2 separate regions of the Drosophila melanogaster genome follow, and region 2 is linked to region 1. A link is a contact called in public Hi-C data. All regions are on one chromosome and are shown on one strand. The core of a region is the stretch at or near the end of the contact, and the rest is flanking DNA. Distances in the headings are between cores, read along the strand shown. Region 1 holds the start of CG3764. Region 2 holds the start of Mkp3 (Mitogen-activated protein kinase phosphatase 3).

What was found. Hi-C and Micro-C count contacts between places; a contact is called where the count stands out from the background.
Region 2: a Hi-C map of the S2 cell line shows a contact between it and region 1, with 7 times the contacts expected there. A contact is called at or near these places in 2 of 107 Hi-C or Micro-C datasets (both in the S2 cell line).

What each region holds. Positions count from the first base shown.
Region 1 is chr3L:17,010,680-17,017,063 of dm6, forward strand. CG3764 reads right to left here and starts at 1,886. Exons shown (of 7, transcript NM_001275048.1): 1 at 710-1,886. The coding sequence starts at 987. CG6664 reads right to left here and starts at 5,501. Exons shown (of 5, transcript NM_168710.3): 1 at 5,064-5,501; 2 at 4,462-4,579; 3 at 4,308-4,398; 4 at 3,314-4,225; 5 at 2,207-3,250. The coding sequence starts at 4,577. The coding sequence ends at 2,771. It overlaps CG7728, which reads left to right and starts at 5,857. Exons shown (of 2, transcript NM_140688.3): 1 at 5,857-6,384. The coding sequence starts at 5,960.
Region 2 is chr3L:19,081,968-19,088,881 of dm6, forward strand. It overlaps Mkp3 (Mitogen-activated protein kinase phosphatase 3), which reads right to left and starts at 4,459. Exons shown (of 5, transcript NM_001275103.1): 1 at 3,354-4,459. The coding sequence starts at 3,756.

The DNA.
Region 1 (6,384 bases), core at 636-3,135:
TTAAAAACAACAAAACCGACTCAATATAAATATGTATTTACTTTAATAAATCTGAATTTTTACCAGTTTTTAAAATGTAAGAAAAGAAGAATAATCCTTCTTAACTGCAAGCACCTGAAATAGGAATTTCTTTCAAAAACAGATCAGGTAGCTTTAAGAAGAACCCACTGTGGCTATAACAACAGAGGAACCAAGATAATGCGCCTCCTTTGTTACGTTTTCGAGGCAGCTGCAAACGCATCTTTGTAATCCCCTCAGATTTTGCTTTCACTGCCATTTCACTGTGGATTTGCGTCCTTTCATGTTGGCCAGACTGGCAGATTCTATCGAATAAGGCGGCAAGCGGCGTACGTGACGATGATTAGTGCATGCCGAATTTGTGTGCTGGGTTATCGTCCTCGTTTTACTCTTTGCCAATTTGCGTACGAAGCACGGGTGTAGGAGGAAGAGGAAGTGCAGGTGGTGCAAGAGAGAGGAACATGAGTGCCGGTGGAGGGGGCGGGGCGTATATGTATGTACATACATACATATGTATAGTGTGAAACGCATCATGAGAACGCCTTTTCGCACGTCTCTCTTTGTGTGAATGTATGTGCTTCCGAGTGATTTTGCAGCTGCACCTATTTTCCCCCTTTGTTGTGCGCGCATTTTATCGATACACTAATACCGGGTGTTAGGCAGTTTTGTTGTTAAAAAGATAAACACTTACCTTAGATAATTTCGCGAAGTTTGTTTTGTAGCTTTTGCGGACGACGAACTATTGCCAGCAGAGGCCGTGGCAGCGACGCCGGCAGAGGCGTGAGCTGTACGTGCCGGCAATGTTGTTGTAGTAGCTGATGTTGCTGTTCCTGTAGTTGCTGTTGTTGTTTGGCTATTAATTAGCGCTGCTGCTGCTGCGGACGCTGCGGTCAGCGTGGGCGCTGCCGCTAAATTCGCTGGTGTTGTTGGTGTTGCCGACGGAAAGAAGAGTTTATTCAATAGGGCCATAATAAGACACGATGTCCGCAATCTGTTAATAAACACATCTGGCCAATCGAAATCTCAGAATCGAAGATCGAATATTGAATTTATTTCTGATTTTGTGTGGAAATGGAAATAAAACACAGACACGCACGCACACAAACAAGGGCGCACTTTTCGCTTTCCTTGGAATGAGTGGTTGTTGCTGTTGTTGTTGGCGAAAGAGACGTCTACCGTTACACGCGCGCCTGCCAGAGCGAGATGGCGGATGCTGCACAATCAAAACCAAAACTTTCGCTTTGCACTTTTCTTTCTTGCACTGCTTCTGATCTATCTGATCTCTTCCTGTACACAAACACACACATACGCACTTGCAGTGGAATTTATTTGATTGAGCAAAAATAATATATGGCTATTTTTGTGTTATTTTCGCGAATCGGCTGCGGAAGCGACACAGGTTCTTTACCGTTCCACATCGAAATGAGAACCGAATATCGCTGGCGTCCGCTTTAAAAAGTTTGCAAGAGACGCGTCGCAGTCGTTAAATGTGTGTGAGTGAAAGAGAGGGAGAGCGGCAGCAGCGTTTAAAGAGCACCATCTGTGTTTGTTTGTTTGAGTGTGTGTAAATGGTTTTCTGTCGTTGCTACCAATGCGAGCTTCTTTTGGCCAATACACACTTTTTTGTTGTCATTTATCATTGACTTCCCACTTCCTGCCCACCTATTTCACCGTCTTTCTCTCGGTTCTCAGATCAAAGTCAAGTCACTTATTTTAATTGAACACTTTGCGGCTTTGTTTGCTCTCGCTCGAGGTGTTACACTCCGCTTTTTGGCCTGGCCCAAAGGTTAGTCTTTGGTCTTAACGCTTCGCGCTGACTGTTTGGCCTTTATTTACAATCACAAACACAAACAACACAAGAGCATTTTGCAACGCGAAGTTAGCTGCAGCTGCGCGCCAGTGTGTGCACGCCAAGTGGCAGAAGTATGAAGGCAGTTTTAGGGGATACTTTAAGTGTTGCCCCACCATTTGTCGTGCATTTAACGGAAATTCGAAAATTCTTGTTCTTGTGGTTCGTCAAAAGAAAAAAATGTTATTTCTGAAAACATATTTTAAAAAAACCTATCAGATGATGTTTACAATTCATATATTGTAGTGTCTACAGTTGTACTTTCTACAATTTTGAAAACCTTGCACCTCGAATTTAAACAAAATTTAATTTAAAAAAATTCTGGACGAATTTTTATTTAATTTTAAATTGTTGAACTTTATTTTTGTTGGCTTACATAAACATACTTCAAAATTTTTTAGGCCCACATGCGAAGGAATTGTGGGAAAATGGTTTCGACATGAATAGAATTCACCCTTTTTATAAATTCATACGATCTGGTTAGCGTGTGCTGTCCATCCTCATTCTCATCCTCTATATCCTCCATATCTCATTATTAGCTGTGTTTTACTTAACTTTAACTGGAACCGAGCGAAATTAGAAAAACATTCAAATCTTAAACATTAGCGCTAAATATTCGTTCGCCTAGGAATTCCGTTATTGAAAGGTTTTAAGAGATTTTGATCAAATAGAACATACATATACATATTAACCATATATAAATGTGGCGACTTTGAGTCGCCCTGGAGAAGCTTACGATAGTTACTTTCTCATCTTTTGTTTCTGTGTTTTCTTATGTTTTTAGGATCGTTAAACTGGTTGCTTGCATGCGTGCGTGTTTATGAATATAGTGTGTTTTCGTGTGAAAGTGTGTGAATAAGTCATGATTTTTCTGTATCCCTGTGCGAGAGCTACTGCATCCTCCTAGTCCTTGCAGGTGGACGTGTCCATTGGACTGGCTGGCTGGATAAAGGCCGTGGCCGCCGAGCTGGGCGGATTGGTTGGCGTAAACGCCGACAGTGAGGAGTTGCTGCTGCTGTTAACAAGATTGCCGCTGGACGAGTTGTTCAGGCTGATGTTCATCAAATTGGACGACGACGACGAAGCGCTGGAGTGGCTAGTGAGCTGGGCCAGCAGACCTCCACCTCCACCGCCGGCCAAGAAGGTGGCACTGCCGCCAGCCGAATTTGACGAGCCAAGGCTTAGGCGTTCGCCTCCCAGATTCGAGAGAAAGCCGCCAGCGGCATTCCCAGCTGATACGGACGCGGACGATGAGGAGCTGCCGGTTCCCAAAATGCCCAGCAGTGGGTTGGTTGAGGTCAGCACGTTCGGTGCGGAAGTGTTCAGGCCCAGCATGGGCGTTGGCAGTGCTGGCTTTATGAAGCGTTCGCTGGCACGACGATTCTGAAACGAAGAATTTTTAATTTTACAAATCTGGAAAGCAACATTTCACAATATCGTACTCACCACTAGCTGGCCGCAGGCATAGCAGCGGTTTTGCACCGCCGTGCCCGGACTTAGAGGTCGGCTACTCGAGGGACTGTGGGAGACGGGACTGCTGATGGTGCGTTGACGTTGGGCGCTCACCGCTGAAGCTGCGGCGGCGGCTGCTGCCGTCGCTACAGCGAACGAACCGCCTCCCATCAGGTTCTCGTTGTAGAAGCGTTCCTCGTCCATCTCCAGCGAGGATTCCGATTCGGAGAGGTGCCGGCATAGGGCTTCGCGGCGCTCCACCTCCTGCTTTAGCTTGCGCTGAAGGCGAGCGTTTTCCTCGCGAATCGACTTCTCTTCCTGCGCATACTGCTGTGTTTTGATAGTGGCTTCCTTCTGAGCGCTCGCCAGGTCGGAGCGATAGCGAAGCACTTCGGAGCGCAGAATCTGGATATGAGCACTCAAACTGGTGGCCGTATCGCCACCATTGGCATGGGCGTTGTTTGTGATGTCTCGCGGCGTAGTCGGATCGGAAACCGGCTGATCCAGCTTGATTTGCAGCGAACGCTTCTCGGTCTCCAGCTTGTCCATGCGCTTCCACAGCTTGTTTACAAGAGCTTCCTGTTCCTGCTCAAGCGTGTTCTCCAACTCGACCATTTCGCGGCGCAGCTGCTCGAGATTGGTCTGCTTGTTGTCCGTCTCCGCCTGGAGCTTCTCAATCTTGCGCATAAGCTTGTTGACGAGGCACTCCTGCTCCTGCTCAAGTGTCTGCTCCAGCTTGCACTTCTCCTGACGCAGCTGGTCGAGCTTCCGGGAGAGATCGTTGGTCAGACACTCCTCCTCGCGCTCGTAGTGGTGCGCCAGAGTCTCCTTCTCCTTTTTGAGGGCCTGAATCTTTTTTAGCAGCGTGTTTGAGATGTATTCTTCCTCCTGCTCGGCTTTGGCTTGCTGTGAAAGTAAACAAAGGTAAATTGAGGCAACTTTTGTGAAACTCAATTTCAATTTGATATAACATAAAAGTAGTACTAACAATGATGACTGAGGCTTGCTTGAGGCAGCGATTCTCCTCTTGCACCACTTTGCACTTGGTCTTGAAGGTATCCAGTTCGGCTTTCAGCACCCTAGAAGCGTAGAGTCATATTATTTGTGGTAAAAATGCATTTTAAAAATAGTGTCTGACTTACTTGTTCTGCTGGGTGAGCGATTCGATCCTCTTCTGGAGTTGCTCCCGGGAAACTGGGCTTGGTGGCAGCATGGTGCCACCGTCCAGCGAACTTTCGGATTCACAGGGACTTTCCATGCCTGCAAAACTAAAGGTAAATGGCCCAGTGCCATTACGTTTTTTGAGCATATACATATATGTATGACGAGAAATAATGTATGCCAGTCGCTTTTTAAGCACATATATATTATACATATGTGCATGAGTACATATATATGTGGCGACTGGCTGTTCTTTATTCTTGAATTCGTCTGCGCCCCGTGAGGAACAAAGAATAAAGAAATCGGTCGGTGGTGGTGTTTGGTTTTGGCCCTGATCCGATGCAAAAGTTTAACCTTCAGCTGTGATTTTCTGTGCATCTGGCTTGATGCAATTTTTCGGAAATCGATAGAAGGGCAAGGTCGGCGAAGGAAGGGTTTGCACAGGCTGGCAGGCCATCGCCATCGCCACCACCACCACCCACAGCCCACCACTGCCAGTGACTTCCAACTCACATGTGGGATTACGCCTCCCCCTTTCAACCGGCTGAAAATGTCCGATTTTCCAGATTCTATCTTTGGTTACCTGGCTTTTGTGCGCTGTTTCGCCTTAAAAGACTTTTGCCTTCCGCCGCACTGCTCCTCCCCCCTCTTGAACACTCCTTCGCCGACTCTGTTTCACCAGGGCTCTGGTTGCCGTTCTTGCGTTTCACCTGCGCAGGTGAAAGGATGCAGCTGCGAACGGAGTAGAGTTGAACCTTAGGCGTCTGCTTAGGGCCTGCAGATCTGAGTGCGGTACATTTTGCCCGATCCGATCGAATAAAATTAAAGTCAAATTGCGAAAAATCCACAGTGCAGAAGTGTGACCGTATATGTGGCGAAATACCGAAAAAGCGCTCACAGCGAAACGCCGCGAGGTAGTGATGACACTTGAGGAAATACCAGTAGAGGTGGAAAACAATACAATTATGCTATTCAAAAATTGTATTACAATTTTATCAAAATATATCAGAAAATAGACAGATACGTTAATTTTGTAAGTTTCTTTCTTGTCGTTGTAAGGTGGAAGTCGAAATGTGTATTATTTGACATTTTACTTAAAAACGGTCATTACTAAATAAATTATTTCTTAATTTGTGTTTTAAACGTTTCTGATTTGTATACCATTTTTCATGAGTTTGACGATTGCGATTTTGGTTACGCTTATACGTGTTACAAACAAAGTGCTTATGATTCCTAGTAGCGTATAACATATGCTGAAATAAATAATACGTTCAAAACCATTACTTTACTCAATAGATTTCGTAGGCCGCAACAAACAAAATATAGTCAGTCTATCGTACTATTTATTTACGATATGTATTCAGGGCTGGATGAAACCAATTGATTTGGGGCTGTTTCATAATCTGGCAACACTGGCTCCACGTGCAGCGCGCAAACAGCGGATAATTTAATAATTTAATATATTTAAAGGCTGTAACAATGGCCGACGATGCCGGCCAGGACAAGCGAAAGCAGCACCGCGCCCGCCAGTCCGGCGTGAAGGCGGACAAGAAAAAGCTGAAGGCCAAGAAGGACTCCAACCAGAAGGAGCCCGAGTTGACCGCCAGGCAGAGGAATCCCAAGGCGTTCGCCATCAACTCGGCGCAGCGAGCAGAGAGGAACTTCCGGCGCAAGGAGGACCTTACGGCCAAGAAGCAGCATATTCCGGTTGTCGATCAAACTCCGAACGTACCGCCACCCGTACTGATTGCCGTGGTGGGACCACCCAAAGTGGGAAAGACAACGCTGATCAAGGACCTAATTAAAAGCTTTACGCGGACGAATGTCACCGATATAAAGGGTCCCATTACTATTGTGACCTCCAAGAAGCGCCGGATTACCCTGCTGGAGTGCAACAACGATGT
Region 2 (6,914 bases), core at 3,209-5,708, 2.1 Mb after region 1:
TGCATACAAAGTGGCATTTAATTAAAATGAATTTTACATCGCCAGTTGAAGCCGAATCCAGCGATGGCCGCGATGCATTATGCATTTTTCATGCTGCCCAGGGACTTCATAATGTCCTGAAGCTGGAACTAAAAAAAAAAAGGAAGACGTCGAAAGAGACGGCATCATTGGCTGACAAAGAGCGCATAATTGCCGGGACTTGATTGAATTTCAAGGTTAATTAGTGGCAAGTCGGGGGAAAAACTTTATTGTACCCGAGATTGGTAAGAACTTTGCTGGGCCAGCTTAAGCTGATTACCGTCGGTGTTTGGCGGTTGTTAGCCGGAGATTTTCTGTTGGTCACAACAAGAAAAGGGATTACACTGTGTGGCTTTTATCGCCTAATGGATAAAACAACTAAACAACTAAAACAGCGAAATTTGCTTAAAGAGCAAGCGCAAGGAATTAACTTTATTAAGCAACCAAGCAAATAAATAAAACCTATAAATAACCTATTAAAACAATGTGAGGAGATGTTAGCCGTATGCAAAGTAATAATTAATATATAAACTCCGTGTAACAATTTCAATAGAAGAAAGCAAATAGTAGAAAGAATGTTCTGCCCCAAGTTTGTTGCAAATAAATATATCATTATTTACATCCCCATTCCGTCTTCCGCTTTGGACTTCCTTCCTTTTTTAGCCAACCTGACCCAGTTCCGCTTGCTTCCCAGCCCAAACTTCCTGCCCCATTTCTAATCGCAACCAATAGCTATAGATATTCCCCGTTCCGATACACACTACGTAACTAATGCCACACTAATGCCACAACTTCCTCTCTACACAGCTGCTTTTTGTGCATTTGCATGGCAAATAACCCCAAACCCACTCATGTGATTAGATAAGTCGGCCCAGCGACTTCCACTAAAATGTCAAAATCATTAACGGATTGCGGAATTGATTTTGAATTTAGCCAACTAAATATGGGCGATGATATAGTCATTATTTCCAGATCATTTCACGAAATCGTTTAAACAATTATGAAAATAGTAGTCGCTCTTGCCCAAATTGAGAATTTGAGTTTGTTTATCGAGCATGTTTCGGGAAACGCAATAAAAATCGGTTGCTCGGCTATGTTTCCATTCAAAATTCTTGCCTGAGGTCGCAGAATTCATTTACCATTTCGGGATCATTAAGGAAAACGACTGAACAAAGCGGACACTTCAGCAGGCCGGAAAAACAATGAAATCCCTGAAAAGGTGACACTGGATTTTCACGCTGTTATCTTTCCACCTTCGCCTACTATTCATTCCAAAACTTCGTTTTGTTCATCTGGCGAATGTCAAGAGGTTCCAACTTTCTTGGGTGTTTCCCTGGTATTGCCGGTCGTAAAATGTTTCGGCCCGATTCTCCTAATTACCTGTGCACAGGTAGTTTTCACAGGATGCTTCGTTGCAGCGATCTCTTTCCCACCATAGAGTGCCATCTCTTTCCACGGCTTGACGTCATAGTTGAGATGGCACCTTATGTTATGCTAATTCCACGGCCTTTCAAGTTCTATTTATCTTTCGAAATGAAATCGGTACAAAAAGAAAAGTATCTTAGAGATGGGTGGTGGGGTGAGAGAGTTGGGAGGCTGAAAAGCCGGTCCATTTGTTGACGCTCTATTGTCAATTTGCGATATTAGCAGGCAGACACAAAAAAAAAAAAGAAACAGAAAACATTTGAATGGCAGAGGAGAACGTGCGTAAAGCTTGTTCGGCAAAAAAGTGTGTATATGTACATACATATGTACATACATCCAAACAATCACGGGGTTCTGTGGGACTTGTAAGCGAGCGGAAATTGAAGTGATAAAAATAAAAACGAAGCCATAGTCAGTCGTCAGATAATTATGTATATATTTCGACTATGTGCACAGGCATATAGGGCAGCACATACATAAATAAGCATATGTATAGCATATATAGTATATATGACAATTTATGTGGCTTTGAGTCATGGGAGTCGAGCCTCGGAGTCGCTGAAAAGCAATTGTGACATTTTTCTGAATGACACAAATCTATACGGGAGCACAAAGAAAATGTGTAGCCAACAATAGTGGAAAGACCTCAAAAGCATCGACAGCAGTGATGTTTATTTATGACTTCCTTAATCTCCGAACGTGTTTGTAAAATACCAAACGATTTTGAAAACACATTTATATTTAAATCGCTCCTTAATTGATATGGGCCAATCAAGGAGGGGCATAGTGTTTCAGAATAAAGTGCATAATTGGAAGGGCATGCGGGGTGGTATAACTACATATACATATATATCCGCCGATATGGTTGGATTGATATTTTGCGCAAGTTTTAATATAGCTTACATGCAATTGTGATAAGGAAACAAAAGACACAGCATATATAAACTAACAAATTCCTGCCATTATAATTTTCTATCAAAGTCAAACAAAATCGTGTCAACCAAAAACAAGTTCAGAAAGGTGAAATCTATGCAGTGTATGTCTATAATCAGAATGCGAGAGGAGGAGGACAGGATCAGTCAGACTAAATATAATTCTAATCTGGCGCTAGCTTTATCAGCTGTGCGGATTACATTATATTTTGCTAGTTTTTTTTTTTGCATTTGTCATTTTGTCTCCGCCCCCAGAATGCTTGCCTTGTTTCGCCAAAACGAAAAAAAAAAAAAACAATAACAAATCCATGCAAATGTTTATTTATGGCCAGGCAGTGCTTGCTTGTATTATTAATATTCTTTCGGCTGTTTTGTTTTGTTTTGGTTTCTTCCTTGGGGGTTTCGGGCTAAAAATGCCGCAAACAACATTGGGGAAGTATAAATAAGTTATGATATTCTTAGGCCTAGGATAGGAATGTGCGGCATTGATTTATGGGCGGTGTTGGGAAGTATCAGGCATTTAAAGAATCCGATAGCACAGCTATGATCAACAAATGGAGAGTTCCGTTCTCGATACAGGTGCGTAGTAAACTAACAAAAAATTCCATTCGTAATATTGATTCATTGCATTCCAAGAATATCACAATGTAAATCTTAATATTACTACTTTAGTTATTACATTCTAATCAAACGAGATTAAGGGGGGAAATTTTGGATGAAATTTTTCGGTTTTCTACTATGTTTATAATGATTTACTTAGTCATTTCTATTACTGAAGCTTTAATATTTCAAATATGTACATATTCTATGAAATCAACATGGATAGTATTCATATTTATAAGATTAATTACGTGAGTTTAAATGTGGGAATTGAGAGGTATATATAAACCTTAGTTGGTTTTAGTAACTCCCGCACTTGTATTATGATATTGTAGTTCTATTTTTTGGGGCACCCAAAGTATTGAACTTATGACTCACCTTGTAAAGCAACTACGCGGCAGCCGTCCTGCTTGAGGCGACGGTGCAGGATGCTGATGATGGAGTCCATGGCGACGGCCAGGGATCCGGCTCCGGCGATCTCCTGATTCTGGCCGGGCACGCCTTCGCCGTTGTAGAGGATGAACCAGCATAGCTTGTAGCCCGACTGGATGCGTTGCTTCAGCTCGGGCGACTTGATCGTGGAGGCCAGATCGATTTTGCCAACCGCCAGACGACGGAGGACGATGCTGGGTATGCATAGGTTGACGGCTCCGCGGATGTGCGACTCACTGTACTCGTGCGAGCCGCGGCAGTCCAACAGGATCAGGTCCTTGGAGTCCAGGGATCGCAACTGGGACTGCAGCCACTCCTTGCTGCAGGTCTCGTGCTCCGTTTCTGGCATTTTGAAGAGCTCCCAAAAAATCACTCAAAGACTGGAAGAATTCGAAGCACTGCCACTATTTTTCCCGTTTAGCTCTGTTCTCTGCTTCACTCGTTTTTTATGTTATTCTTTTTTCTTTTGGTTACAACAAAGTTTACATCATCTTTCTTCTTCTGCTTCGCGCTGGTTCTCTTCTTCTTTCTTGGCCGTGCAATGGTATTTGTTGCTGTTACACACACACACACTCCCGCGCAGATGAAAATCTTGGAAATCAAAAAGGAATTTTTGTTTTTATCTCGTTTGGGGAAATCTGTAACTTGCACTGTTTTGTTTTTTTTGTTTCTTGGCTTTCCGATTTCCTCGCTTGCCGATTTATGTTTCTTTGCACACCGAAATTCGTTGCTTTTTGCTTTTTGTTGTATGTACACACGCACACAAGAGCGCGCCAAATCACAACCGTGTGTATGTTTCGCGTGTGTGTGAGTGGTTTTGTATTTTTTAGGTGTGCTTCGCTAAAACAACAACAACAGTTCGGAATCGAATGAAAAAACGTGCGGTGAACCTGTCATCGAGTAACTAAAACATCCAAAAACCGTTGAATATTTCCCAAACAAATAGGTAATTACTTCTATCAAATATCCATATTTTGAGTTGATGTTTTTTTCGAATGGAAAGCGAGCACACACAAGCAGCGCGGGTAAAAGATAATCGGGCAATAACAAAATAAGCGCGTCGTGGGTTGCTTAAATAGCCTCGTTGCTCTCCAAAAATACGAACACAGTTGCACTTGCTCTCCGACTCTCCAATTCTCTCCGTCGGAATTCGAAGAGCGAAACCCAATAACAATATTGTATTTGTTAGGCGCAGTATTAAGAAATAACTTATAAAATATTGAATCTTTTTGCCTTCTCGTTTAAAAAAATACATTTGGGAATTACTATTTCGAAACAAACAGTCCGTTACACGCAATGAAAGGAAGAACGCACCCGCGCACACAGGTACGCGAACCGGAGAGAAGAGCAACTCTCCAAAAGGTGAGCAAGAGCCAGTGCACAGGCACAGACCCACTTGGAAATTTGCTCGGTTAAAAAAGGAGAAAAAATGGGGAAAAAAGTAAATACAAAGAGAGTTCCTGAATAAAATTTAGATAAAGTAAAGACTTTGTTTTAATTCTATAAATTACATAAAATTTTTTAAATATATTAAATAATCATATTTTCCCGTATGTTAAATAATTATTTCATAACTGGGTTCGTATTTCAAATTTCCCACCTGCCTTTCTCTCCCGCACTCTTTTGGCACTTTGACTATTTCTCCACGCTGCATACGCTCCCAAAGTTTTGTGTAAAGTTCATTGATATTTTTGTGCTGTGGTATGCGTGTGGCAAGTAAAATGCGTGTGTTCGTGTTGATTCATTGAATTCGCCATCCAAACTAGCTCTCTCTCACTCTCCCACTACTCCCACCACCACCCACCTTACCCTTCGCGATGGAACCTACTTTATTGTTACTCTCTTTTTGCGAGAGCGCGGTTAACATTTCACTTCACTAGAGTGCAAAAGTTAATGGACCACTAATTTAGACAGATAAGAAATTACGGAGCCCAGAAGAATCGGAATCATCAATGGAGTCGCTGTCTACTCTCTAACGAAAGCTCCTGCGCAAATGCTCCTCCAAGAGCCAGTTATATTGGAGACTCGATGAAATGTTTAATTTTATAACCATGACCCTGATATTTACACCCAAAAAGAAGAGACTCACACAAGGATATACGTGTGTACCCATACAGAAATCGCATGGAAGGACAATTTCAAGGATATGCGGCGCGTGCAAAAATTTCTCCACAAACAACAAACTTCCTGCTGCGCCTGCGTTGCACTAGCTTTACATAAAACGCACACCCATACACACCATATACCGTTAGGTAAGGCCCATCACAACGTGCTACTATATACAGATGTACGAACGAACGACTTTCGAGCACAATTTTCATGAATGAAAGTCCCACGCAGCAGCGAAAACCGTTGGAGCAATAAAGAAAGCCAAGCAGACAGAGAGGGAGACAGTCGGCGAGGGAAAGAAACGGCCATACGAAATCCATGCTCAGCCCACGCATTTCTCGCTGCTCACTTTCGTCTTGGCACGCGGCTCCTGAGATTCCAAGGGCGTTATTCCCCAGGACTTTACTCTGCTTTCGGCCCTGGCGCGTGGGAGGCCAGCCGGAATGTTGCAAGGGAGTGCACAGGGAAAAATTGAGCGGCTCTTTAATAAATTACATTTTCTTTCAGCAGTCTCAATACAAAGAAAACATGCGTACTTCAAAAGGATTTCTTTAATAATAAAAACACACACAAAAAATATATATATATATTTATATATAATACTAAGAAATATTTGTTATAATATGAAATCATTTAAGCATTTATTTATTTACGCTTCAGTAAACACAAAAGTGTAAACACACATATTACCATTAATTTTTGTATTCATCGAAAGTTGTACATAATTACTGTCAGTGTATCACTCAAGTATGAAGAAATTAGAAGTAAGCACCTGGATAGCTGTTTCAAAAGGCTGCTCAATTGCGCCTTCCAAGTGTCTTTGGTGGGCTGACCTTGGCGATACATATATGTATTTCTGACAGTGTAGAAGCCAAGGTCGGTCGTCCTCCGGGCTCCATTCTTCGATGACACAAGTTCAAAGTCTGCTCGCAGCCAAAATGGAATACCCAACCCACTTGTATAGCTCAATGAATCACTTTGGGGCATTATCTGTGTTTTAGCAGGAAACTGATGTCGAAAGTGAAGAATTCAATTAAATTTCTGCACCTCACGATTGTCAATCTAAATTGCGCAAGCTACGGCCTTTACCTTGATTATCAGACCCCACGTATAATCAATATGAAGATGATGACGCTTTCCCGAGTGTTTTTATATGGTGCGTGTATAGATCAGTCATAGCCATATCGGCTTGAATGAGTGAAAAGTTCTGAGAAATGGGGGAAATATGGATCATCGTGATTCGCAATGTGCGATACTACTTATATGAGCTTTGCAGGGTTTTATTCATTATCTGGTGTTATTTTTCCACTCATTGTTATCAAGAAAGACCATTAACTGCGTATACTTTCTAACAGATATTTCCCAGCAAGTTATTAGTTATCGCTGTGCTGAAACCTT